Regions from separate parts of the Athene noctua genome. Here region 2 is linked to region 1. A link is a contact called in public Hi-C data. All regions are on one chromosome and are shown on one strand. The core of a region is the stretch at or near the end of the contact, and the rest is flanking DNA. Distances in the headings are between cores, read along the strand shown.

Region 1 (6,194 bases), core at 2,569-5,068:
TGAGATTTAAGCCTTAACGCTATCTTAATATCCTGCAGGGAGGCGATGCAAATCCTTGCTCAAGTTTCTGATTTATATAAAAAAGCTGCTTAAAATCACAAGGAGATGAGCATCCCAAATTTGTTTCTGTTTTCAGGCTACTTAGTCAAGAATAAAATCACAACAGATTCTAACAGAGCTAAAATATGTACTATATTATGGTCCTCCAGCCTACAGAGAGTCTACACATCTAATACTACATATGATGCATTTTATCTATAAACACTTGGGAAAGCTCATAAATTATGCCTCTAGTACTGTGCCAGAATGACTGCGTAGAAAACTAGTGTAAATAAGCAATATGCAAAAATAGCATACAAAGTGCATACAGAAGAATTATATACATACAAATATTACAAAAATTACACTATGTAAATATTACATACATTTGATTACACAAATACAAATATTACAAATACGGCAAAAATGAGATAAATACCAAAATCACATAAATACAAGTACAAAAGAATTACAACAGCTGTATTAAGTACAAGTGTATTTTGTGTACAGTTTATCCCGCATAAATGGTGCTGTGGGAATACAACAGAAGATTGGTGAGGATTGAAAACATGCTCAAGTGACTTGCAGCTGGGGTGTTGAAAAACACATATATCATACTAGTTGTTGTTTAGCTTTGTGTGCTTGATGGGTAGAACATCTGTGTTTAGATAACATAGGCCTGTGATAGACTCAGAGGCACCTTATTGAACATCCTTTAAATTTTTGTCTAGGTGTGGGAAAGATCAAAGCTCAGTAGAAAACTACACCTGCGAAAATCCCTAATATATACAGGTGAAATCAGCAGGTCTGAGATCTTTTCTTTCCTCTCCTTTCCTTTCTGGCTAGCAAGGACCGAGCTCCACAGTGCTTGCATCTCCACTTGCGTGCCTCTGCCTGGGTGTTGCTGTGGAGACCTCCCAGGTTGTGAGGTAATGAGAATAAATTTACTCTTTGCATTTCATCTGTGATTTTATGGTTGTTCCTGAATCATGCCTGTGTTGGCTCACACAGGTACCTATGTTAGTGTACACTTTTAAAGAAATCCGTGCTGAAAAAAATTAACCAAGACATTATTTATAGCTGATGCCTCAGAAACTGTTGTCCACCACAATGTTAAATTACATCATTGCCATCCTGTTACACAGCAGTTTTCTGTTCTTCCTAACACCATTGGAAACCTTACATCTCTGGAACATTCACAGCTTCAAAGGGTTCAAATGGAGCAGAGATATTAAGTGCAGTAGAAAAATCAATCTGTGAACGCGAGTATGCTGCTTTTGATAGTGTTCTCTAAACTAAATGGACAGCCAAGGTCAGGGCCTGGGAGCCCAGCCTCATTAATGCCATAGAAGAGTTTGTTCTAGAAACATATCTAAAGGATACTAGTGGCAAAGAAGGTCCCACACAATAAAGTTGAAAATCACGCCTCCTCATATGTCCTGTGCAAGACTCATCCATGTTAAAGAATTATTAAAGGTTTTGAGAAGGCAAATGTATTACTGGATTTAAAGGACTATGAATACTAAATATGTACACTGAATAGAAAGATTCAGAGGGTTAAAAGACAAAGCATCTGTTATCAGCTAGCCTTAAAAATAGCATTCCTGAATTACATACAGCATCTTATTTAAAATGCAAATTATTAAATTACTCCATGTTATTTTTATGATTGAGTTCAGAAGGTATTTGACAACTGTTCAGAAAAACAGAAAGATTCAGTTTGCAGCCACAGAGACTGGAAGATACAGAAAGCAAGCTGATGAAGCTCTACTAGAAAGAGACCTGTAAAGGACAAGAAGGCAATCAAGAACAGCTGGCATGGATTTATGAAGGACAAATCACACTTGGCCAACCTGATTGCATCCTGTAATGAAATGGCTGGCTACATGGACAAGGAGGGAGCCGTGGACACAACAGATCTTGACTTCAGAAAAGCTTTTGAAATAATTTCCCACAGCATTTTCACTCACAAACTGAGGAAATATGGCTTGAACAAGCTGTTACATGCATTGAAAACTCTCTAGGTTGACAGGCTCAGTGGGTGGCAGCTGGTGGCTTGGCAACCTGCCCGAAGGCCCATAACAAGTTGAGTGCTCTAGGGGTTGATACTAGGGCCCATATAGTTCATTGTCTCCATCAAAAACCTGGACCATGGCACAGGATGCACCCTCACCATACTTTAAGACAAAGCTAAGTAAGGGGGGTGGTTGACACACTAAACTATAGAGCTTTCAGTTCTAAGGAATTTTGAAAAGCTCAAGGACTGGGCTGACAGAAGCCTTAACACATTCACCAAGGAGAAACACAATAAAGGAGAAACACTCAGCCCTGCAGCTAAGGCAGAATAAGCCGGTCCATTGGTACTGGCTGGGACGAAATAGGCTGGCTATCAGCTTTGCCAAAAAGGACCTGAGGTTATGTGAAGGCCAAGTCCAATATGAGCAAACAGTGCGCTCTCATCCCAAAGAGGGCAAATCACACAGCAGCCTACACTGGAAGGAGTATGGCCAGTAGACTGAGGAAGGTTATTATCCCCCTCTGCTGAGTGTTGGTGAGGCCCTGGCTGGACAAAGGGCCCAGTTTGGTGCTTCCTCAGATCAAGATGGTGCATCTCCAGTGAAGGCTACCAAGATGATCAGGATCTAAATCATATCACCTTGAAGGAGAGGTTGAGGGATCCTGGGCCTGCATAAGGAGTCATGTATCAGTAGCCTACAACTATTTGAAGGGGGTTTACGAATATGACAGAGCTAAACTCTCCTTGGTAGTGGTAGGCAATACAACAGGAAACCATGGGCAGAAGTGGCTTAGGAGGTCCAAAGAGGAACATTATGAAACAAATTATTTATTTGGAAGGTAGTTAACCTGGAACAACTATGAAATTTTGAATTTGGATGGTTTTGAGTGCTATGATTTACTTTCAGCAGGGTGGATGAACCGTGTAACATAGAGAGGTTCTTTCCAACCAACCCGTTTATGATTGCGCACAATTGTGAAGCTGATGACTTTCCTGGTCTGTGATTCTTGTTTATTGTTGGAAGGTAGCCTTAAAATGGTCACCAAAATGTTGTCTGGGCTTTATTCACTTGTGAGTGTGTTTAAGTATACCCATGAGCAAACATAAAAATGCCCATCTGTTGATATCTGGCAAACTGCAGATGTTCTTTTCTGAAAACGGAGTATTTCATTGACAGATTTAAACCGTAAACAGTTGGCACGATAAAAATAACAAAGAAATGCAGTGTATTTTGAGAATCCACTGATTGTAAAGTAATGCAGTGTGTTAATTATTCAACTTGTACAACTGATGGAAGTGCCCGTAACCAGCCTCGGGAGTCCCCAAAATAAAACTCCTGAGTGCAGCAACTCCGATACCTACCCTCTCCTCTCTGAATAATTAAATTCTGAACTATTTACCGTTGTTGTTTTTTTTTTTTTCTAAAAAAGTATGCTAAAGATCACTGTTTTGACTCAGTTTTGACTGAAGTAGGAGCTATTCCTGCCTCCTTCACACCACGAACTTCTCTGCCCTCTGCACCCCGGGAGAAGCCTCACCCCCCACCTTCCTCTTCCCCTTCCCCGCACCGCAGCCCGTGAGCGGCCTGGCTTCTCTTGCTGCTTTCCTCGTTTCGATCGCAGTCCTGAGTCGTTATTCTTAAAAGCGCTGTTTGTGGTTAATTAATCCCGCTGGGAATCCGGCGCCGCCATACACCTGCCACCCGTCCCCCCCCCCCAGACCCCTCCCTGGCCCGGCCGGCCCTCAGCCGTAGGGGCGTTGCTTCCGCGCCGGCTGCCGGGGCGGGGAGCGCGGTGCCCGGCCAGCCGCTCCTTCCCCTTCCCCCAGCGCCGCTCAGAGCCGCCGTCCGGGCCTGCAGCAGCCGCGGCGGCGGCAGCAGGAGGAGGAGGCGGTAGGAGGAGCGGGCGAAGGCTGCCGGGCGGCAGATGGCGGCGGGGGCGAGCGGCGGCGGCGGCGGCCTGATGGCCTTCCTGCGGCTGCTGGGGCAGCTCAAGGTGAGCGCGGGGGCCGCGGGAGCAAGGCCCGCCTCAGCGGGGCGGGGGGCCCACATGGGCCCGAGAGGCCGTCGTGGCGGGCGGGGAGGCTGCCCGTGGCCTTCGCCGGCGTGGCTGCGGGGTGTGGGGGGGCGGGTGGCCGGCGGAGAAGCCGCGGCCACCGGGGCGCCACTGGCGGCTCGCTGCGGCGCCTGCGACTCGGAGACGGCCGGGCCCGGGGCTGGGGCTGCGGCAGGGAGACGCGGGCGCCGGCCCGGGGAGGGCAGGAGCGGCCCGGCGCTTCGCCGTGAGCGCCGTGAGGCTGAGGAGGGCGCCTGGGATCAGGCAGGGAGAGCGCGGGAGCGTGTGAAGAGGCGCCTGTGTAAAGGTGTCCCGTCACAGCCTCGGGGGGCCCGGCCCCTCGGGCAGGTGTTTCTCGGAAGCATCAGAACTCAGCGGAGCGTGGAGGTCACGGTGGGACAGAATCTCGGCTGGCAGCTCTGAAGTGAGGGCCTTCAAAACCTGAGGTGTTAACGTTTCTGTGACGCTGTCCTCGCACAGAGAGTACCACGGACGGGATGGGTGTACAGGAATGTGGCCAAGCCAGAGAGTGTATCCGATCACATGTACAGGATGGCGGTGATGGCTTTGGTGACCGAAGACAAAAGCCTTAACAAGGACAGGTGAGACTGCCTCTGGTTATCATGACCATCAGTTAAATGTTGTGGGAGATGCTTAAAATAGCTGTCGTCCTGAGGAAGGCTTTTAAAACACACGGAAGGAGTCTGAAATACTTCCCCCCTCATCTTTCCCCTCCATTCTTTGAGCAAGGGTGCTCTTTACCTGGAGAGCTTGAAGGGGCTAAAGACTTTTATTGCTAAATTCCAGGTGCTGAGGCAAATTGTTAATGCAGAGGCTCTGTGCAGGCCTCCTCTCATGCCGTAAACTTTGTTAAAACTCAGTTTGAAGCAACAGACAGCAAAGGCAAAGCCATACGCCATGTGGATTTTGATAGTGAGCACTCAGCAGCAGTCAGGAGCCTCAGAAATGGTGTAGAAGAGAAAGCATCATTAGTCTTGAGTAAGTTGTCAAGTCTGGTATGGGATCATGCTTGTTTTGGCCCTTCAGGAGCTGATGAAAATAATGAAGGCTTTTTTGTCTGTTCTGCTGCAAATTGACATAGGTAGAGTTGTGAGGGTCAGGTTATATACTGAATTTGGGGTGGCTCCCATCAGATTACCTTCTACCTGTTGCAGCATTAATGTGAACTGCATAATGTAGTTACCACAAAATCTCTGAGAGTCAAGCATACAAAAGCTAAATATATTATTTTTGAATACTTTGCAGTTGTACAACATGTATTTGTACCTGAATCTACACTTACAAGCAGCAGGAATTAGAAATCAGAAATTAAAATCATGTCTAGGTAGAAACTACTCTCCTTAGTAAAGAAGTGAAAAATGTTATGCAAACTTAAAAAAACCAAAAAAACACCCTTTAAAATATGCAAAGGGAATAAATTATGCAGTCTCTTAGCTTTATGAATAACAAGACATGAGTTAAAATGCTGAAAAACTAATTATTCTGTCTTTTGTATTTGTCAGATGCATACGATTAGCTTTGGTTCACGATATGGCTGAATGCATTGTTGGAGATATTGCTCCTGCAGATAATATATCAAAAGAGGAAAAACACAGGAGAGAAGAGGTATGGACATAAGGCACGAAGCCACATCTGCGAAGCATTCTGTGTGTTTTTAGTGTTCTGGCGGTAGTGAAGAGCCGCTCTAAACTACATACCACTGTCATTGGACAAATAAGCCACAGATAAAGTTCTCAATTCATGATTTTTTGTACATGTCACCAAGTACAAAGTTAGGAAGGAGAACCTTTGAAGTACTCTTGACATTGGCCATTTATTCCTGAACTAGGTGGATTTTTGGTAGCCTGAATTAGTCATTTTGACCAGCTTTACCAAGAGGTGGGGAGCAGGGAGTAGGTGCACTGAGAGAGGGGTGGATGACAGTTCGTGGCGGACCATTTGTGTGGTGTGGATCGTGTGGTTGTGAGAGAGACTTACTTAAATTTAAACCATTTGTGCAGGACTTCAGACATGGGTGCATGAGTCATGAGCCTTTGAGTGCAGCGTGCCTAGCGTTATTTTAT
Region 2 (6,194 bases), core at 1,582-4,081, 220 kb before region 1:
TCGGCCTCTGACATTCCTTCCCTGGCGCTTTCAGGAAGATCATTCTTCTCCAACTAGCATCACAGAGATGCAGGCACAGGCATCGGCTGCTTCTGCGCTGGCAGGAGGCTGAATCGCTGACAGTTTCACTGATGCGTTTCTCTATCGGATATAGGAAGCCAGACAAGAGGCATAATCTTTTGTCACTGCACATGACATGAAAACTATTTCTAAAAATAATTAGACAGCATGTGACTCTCGGTGCTACTCTCTTGGTGGTCAGTCCCCCGCCCCCTACAACCTGGATTCACATCCAGAAAAAAGATTTATTTCAGTGAAACTCTTCTAGTACATACATTAGAGTTTTCACTACTCTTACAGCTGTAATCAACGACCCTTTCACTGGTCAATAGAAATTTATTATGATGCTTTACACATCTTGAGAAGTATGTCAAGCATAGTGATAGGACAAGGGGTAATGATTTTAAACTAAAAGAGGGTAGATTTAGATTAAATATAACGAAGACATTTTTTACGATGAGGGTGGTGAAACACTGGAACAGGTTGTCCAGAGAGGCGGTAGATCCCTGGAAACATTCAAGGTTAGGTTGGACAGGGCTCTGAGCAACCTGATCTACTTGAAGATGTCCCCGCTCACTGCAGGGGGTTTAGACTGGCTAACCTGTAAAGGTCCCTTCCAACACAAACGATTCTATGATAACAGAGCAAGAATTTTTTTTTCTACATCTAACGGTTTCCTAAGACATGGACAAAACACATTTGCCTGCCCTGCCATCAGCCATGAGATCCCATTGGGTCAGCTACTTTTTTGAAATTGTCAGAGAAAATATTTTGTCTCTATTACTCAGGCAGTTTAAGGATTGGGAGGCTCAACCCTGCCTTCCTCTGAAGTGTCGCACAACAGAGGCACTCTAAGAACAAACAGCGGCGGTGATCCTTCTGTAACACACATCTCCAACTCTGCAAATAGAGCTGATGTGGACCTACCCTAGTTTTAACTTAGCTGTCTCAGGTGCTGCCAGCATCCCAGCCATGGAAGCACAGAAATTAGTACCCTTCCAAAACCCACCTGAGAAGCACCCAGGGTGTGGAAGCCTATGCTTTTAACCATGAGACCGTGGAGCTACTGAAGCATACAAACCCCTTTAAAGCTAGCTTGGCTTCTGTGGTATAGAACCACTCTAATACTTGGTTGGTGTACCTTGCAGGTTCTGGGGCCAAAATCATCACTATACTTACACTGGCAAATTTCCCCTTGGCTCAGAGTTACAGGAAACCAGGTAACCCTTTGCCTTGCTCTTCAACAAGGGGCACAGATTACCTGCTGGGACCAGGTGACCTCTCTCACCTAACCACATCCCCCTCTTTGCAATGGCCTCAGGCCCTGGTGGTGCCTCAGTTTGAGCTGTCCTCTGCCTCCAGCTCTCCACAGCTTTGTCTCAAGGACTGAAATGCCCCAGTTTTACCAAAGAAGCCCCTATTGCTATACAGACGTCCAGTACAGTTCTTGCAGTATGTAAGATATCTGACTGTATCTAATAGGGCCTGATTGCAGCCTCACATTTTATGAGTTACCTACATCATTGCACAGTAAAATTGCTCACATTGGAGAAAAGAAAGCTCCATCGCAATTGTTCAGGCCTGCTACTGTGAACGGTTTGGGATGAAATGAACCACTGGCTGAAGAGGGCGAGACAGAACTCAGGTGAGATGGAAACCAAACACCCAAACCTCCCGAGTAAATCCCTGAGGAAAGAGGTCTCCTTAAATTTGCTTTCAGACTTTAAAGCTTTTACAGATAAGCTAAGGAGTATTTGCAGAGTCCACAGGCATGAAGTCTGAAGCTTATCTATCTTAACTTGGAAATGGTTCCTTATATAATGCATTTCAGAGGCAGAGGGTTTGAGAACTAGAGAAATTTCCTTGTGTAGAGCAAGCCCTCTTATATTACAGCCACTGCTTAAACAGGGAAAATTACTTTAGCTAATACAGCTCACAGATCTACTTTGCTCTTGAAATCAACATGCCAAAGGAAGAAGCACTTATGATGTCATCTGCATCGATGGCAGAGTTTTCACTCCTCTCACAGAAACCCTACCAAACAAAGCAAAGTCACAGATCCCAGTCTATCATGCAAGAGGGCGCTGACAGCCCCAGGCAAGCGAACCGCCAATCTGGCTTCCCCCTGTGGAGCACCGGGCTTCCTTCCACCCGCAGTAGGCCTTTTGATCGGCTCTCCCCTGCAGACCGAACACCGAAAACGGGAGAAACTGTGGCCTTTGTTCCCACGGCCTGACTAAAAAACGATGAAGACGGAGCGGAGGAAATAGCCACCAGCACGCCGGGCCCTCCCCTCCCGGGAGCCGCCGGCCGGGATTTCCAGCGCAGAGCCCTTGGCTGAGGAGGCCCCGCCCGGAGCCGTTACAGCAACACCCCGCACAGACACTGTCGCGTAAGGAACCGCGTGAACAGCAACACGAAACGAGCAAAACCAACCCGGCTCCTGCCGGGGGCTGCCCCCGCCCAGCGGCCCGGAGCGGCGGGAGGGCCCCGGCGGGCGGAGAGAGACCCGTCCCGCCCCGCCCCGTCCGCCTTCCGCCCGGCGACCCGCCCGCTGCCTCGGCTCCCGCCGGTCGCGCTGCGCGGGGCCCACCTGCAGCCGCTCCCGCACCGCCGGGCTGGGGCAGGGCCCGGGGCTGTGTCCCGCCCGGCGCCCACCGCCATCCCGCCTCCCGCCCACGGCGAAGGCCCCTCACCAGCCCCGCCTGAGGCGGCCCCTCTCCTCCCCACCCCGCCGTTCCGTGGGGTGCAGTGGAGCGTCGCTCCCTACCACGGCTGCCTCCGGGACTCGGTACCGCCCGGCGGTGGGGGCGCAGCGGCGCGGGCAGCGCGCGGCCGGGCGCGGGCACGGCGCGCTCTTGGGCACGGAGATACAGCCACTGTGCACGGATCCCTGGTGGTCTAGTGGTTAGGATTCGGCGCTCTCACCGCCGCGGCCCGGGTTCGATTCCCGGTCAGGGAATATGATTTTTCTCGCCCTATTCTCTTTCTCTGACACACTTGCATTTTAGAGTTCTCATCGAGTCTCTGCTTTTGCTGTTACAGTTCAGGGAGCGTTCGGCCGGCTGCTGCGCGAGCCCGAGGCGTCGGCGTTGCTGCCCGGTGCGGTGTTGTAGGAGGCACTTGGCAGTTTGGAGGAGTCAGGTTTGCAGGGAGCGAGCAGTCTCAGCACCCTGCGCAGTGCGGGCAGGCAGGGGAAGCCTGCCCAGGTGTAGCATCTGTAAATCTTCCCTTCACAAAACTGCCTGTGGACACCCCTGGCTCACCCGCAGGGTTTCTAGAACTCAGCAGAAGGCTGCTGAGCAGCGTCTGCCTAGAGGGGCACTGGCAGGCCTGTTGGCCAGCACTTAGAAACACCATATTTAACGGTTTTTTTGGCTGCTCTGACAGGTAAGGGTGTTGCCACACCTTTCCCCCCACAGATGGAATGACCACCTGGTGCCGTCATGAATCTCTGAGCCATGGCCGTGGGGACCCCCGTAGCTGTCACTGGTGTGTGCATGCCTCTCTGACCGAGTGTTGTTTCCCTCAGAGAAGGTGGGAAGGGTTTGTCCCTTGCATCTCTGTCTTGGCAGGAGGGGGGACTGCAATTCCCCATAGTGTTTGCTCACCTGAGGAGCAAACACTATCTCTTTGCAGGGTATTTGCACAGCTCCCACCATCAGGGTTGCTGGGTATGTGGTTAGGGGGGGCAAAGAGAGATCCCAGATATTCGTTAGGAGGTGGAAGTAATAGAGAGGGCGAAGGGAGTTGTAATACCTCCCTGTCATTAGCATCTGTCTCACTGCCTCCTGTAATGAAGCCCTCACTGTAAGAGGTAACATCGTCACACCTTCTCAGCTCCTTAAAAACAGTATAGGTGCCCTGGCAGGTGGGGAGGAGAGAGATGATGAGAATAGGGTAAAGCCTCTTCCAGTCCTGTGGCAGCAGTGTGCCTCCCCTCCTCCTCTGGGAGCTCCCAGCTCTGTCCTGTAGCACATTATATCACCTGCGCATCCAAACCCACACCCAGGGCTCCAACAAGAGATGCTTTTCTTCGATGTTGGATCAGTGCCTGCCTGTGGTGGGCTGACCTTGGTTGGCCACCAGGTGCCCAGCCAGCCGCTATCTCACAGCCCCGTCCTCAGCAGGATGGAGAGAAAATAAGATTATAAAGTCCTGGGTTAAGATAAGGGCAGTTTAATGAAAGAAAGTAAAGGCCATGTGTGGATGCAAAGCAAAAAAAAAAAAAAGAAAAAAAGATATTCTCTACTTTGCATCAGCAAGTGATGCCTGATTACTTTCTGGGAAACAAGGCCCCTGTACACATAGCAGTTGCTTTGGAAGACAAACGCCTTAAAATTAATCCTTCCTCCGACCCTTCTCTTAGCTTTCATTGCTGAGCATGACAGTCACGGTAGGGAACATCCCCTTTGGTCAGTTTGGATCAGCTGTCCAGGCTGTGTCCCCTCCCAAACTCTCTCCACCTGCTCCCCAGCCTACTGACCTTGGGGGGAGGAGTGTTGGAGAGAGAGCCTTGATGCTGTGGGCACACTGCTCAGCAGTAACCAAAATACTGGTGTGTCATCAACACCCTTCTAGCTACAGATACAAAGCACAGCACTATGAGGGCTGCTACATGGAAAATTAACTCCATCCCAGCCAAGACTCATTACACTGCTGCAGATAAAACAAGAAATACCTATAATAAATGAATATAATAGTTAGCTTAGACAGACTGCAAAACAGAAACTAGCACACCTGGTGGATTATGCTTTAGCAGGGATCCTCCTTTCTGCCAGGACCCAGCTATGGCCCTTGCATCACTCATATAACTCCTTAATACTAGCAGGCCACACTTCATGCAGGAATACTTTGCCCTGATGTGAAAACACCACTGGAAATAATGGCTTTGGCTGCCTTTCCCAGGGTGTGCCGGAGGCGTACTGCAGTCTGGGCTGCCCTCCAATGCAGATACAAGTGTCTCTCGAGAAAACCCAAGGTCCTCCACTATATTTTTATGAGAGAAGCTGCGAGGGGGTGCAAAGGGATGGGAATACCTTTGCTAAGGCAGAAAGAACACAATCAAAAGGGATGTCATCACCCTTTAGATAGTAAGAAAAGCTTCCAAATAATAGTTAAACGCAAGGACCAAAGTATGCAACCTAAAGAATTACTGCATTCCTATGGCTGGAGGTTGTTAACCGTGGCTGGGCAAGCATCTCATCAACAGTCTCAAACTGGGCCAATGGAATAGCTCAGTGGGCCTCCTAAGATCCTGGAAGTCCTAATTTTATTATTTTGTCTTGGACTTCCCACTATAATTATCAGTTTACATGCATTGCACTGAGATAGCTCTGTAGGGCTCTCAGACTTCCCTGTCTCTCTTCAGTCTCAATGAAATGCCTTACCAAACTGGTGGAAGAAGTTGCTGTTTTCTACCTCAGAAAATGATGGGTCATTCTAGAAGCAGCTGAAGTGAATCTGAGGTGTTGATTAGTTTTCCATAAAATGTATAGGAATGGTTTGACAGAAAGGAACAGAAGAAGCATTTCCTTTGGTTTTAGCTCATTTTGTAGCAGCATGTTTGCCTGCTCTTAGCACCATGAGTCCAGCTTTGGAGTCATCTGAGAAAGGATAATCATATCTAAGATTTTAAAAACATGGCAGAAGTCACCAGAATAGCTCTTGCACACAAAGAAAGAGTACCATTTCCAGTAAACTGCTAGGTACAGAAGCATAGCCTCTGAAGAGGCTACCTAATGGCTTTCCCAATCCCTTTTCAGTCTGATGCCAGACCTGAAACTTGCCCTCACGCTGAGGACAAATATCCACTCGGCAAGGAGTGAGAACCAGTCTTCTTGCTGGTGTCCTACCACTTCAGGTCCCAATGTAATTAAAGGTTTGGGGTGCAAAGGCTCCAGAGTCAGTGTTCACTTTCAGCATGGGTTTAACAGTTACATCAGTTTCTGACTTGCTGTTTCCTGGGCCTTAGACTAATGTGAAAGAGGGGAAGGAACAGGGTACTTGTTTTTAAAAGGTGGAAGAAGCATCTTTCCTGGAGTCTTTGTTGATGTTTTTGTTTTAAAGAAGAAGTAACTCATGACACTGGCATGCTGAGGCCCCAGAAAAGGTAGGCTATTTTGCAGAGGACT

The links. Hi-C and Micro-C count contacts between places; a contact is called where the count stands out from the background.
Region 2: a contact with region 1 is called in a Hi-C map of heart, with 4 times the contacts expected there. The contact joins the promoter of NCOA7 here to the promoter of HDDC2 in region 1. A contact is called at or near these places in 2 of 2 Hi-C or Micro-C datasets (heart and liver).

What each region holds. Positions count from the first base shown.
Region 1 is chr1:60,530,892-60,537,085 of bAthNoc1.hap1.1, reverse strand. HDDC2 (HD domain containing 2) reads left to right here and starts at 3,818. Exons shown (of 6, transcript XM_074896252.1): 1 at 3,818-4,050; 2 at 4,591-4,712; 3 at 5,634-5,736. The coding sequence starts at 3,982.
Region 2 is chr1:60,749,727-60,755,920 of bAthNoc1.hap1.1, reverse strand. It overlaps NCOA7 (nuclear receptor coactivator 7), which reads right to left and starts at 2,831. Exons shown (of 17, transcript XM_074896254.1): 1 at 2,757-2,831; 2 at 1-141. TRNAE-CUC (transfer RNA glutamic acid (anticodon CUC)) reads left to right here and starts at 2,951; the gene lies at 2,951-3,022.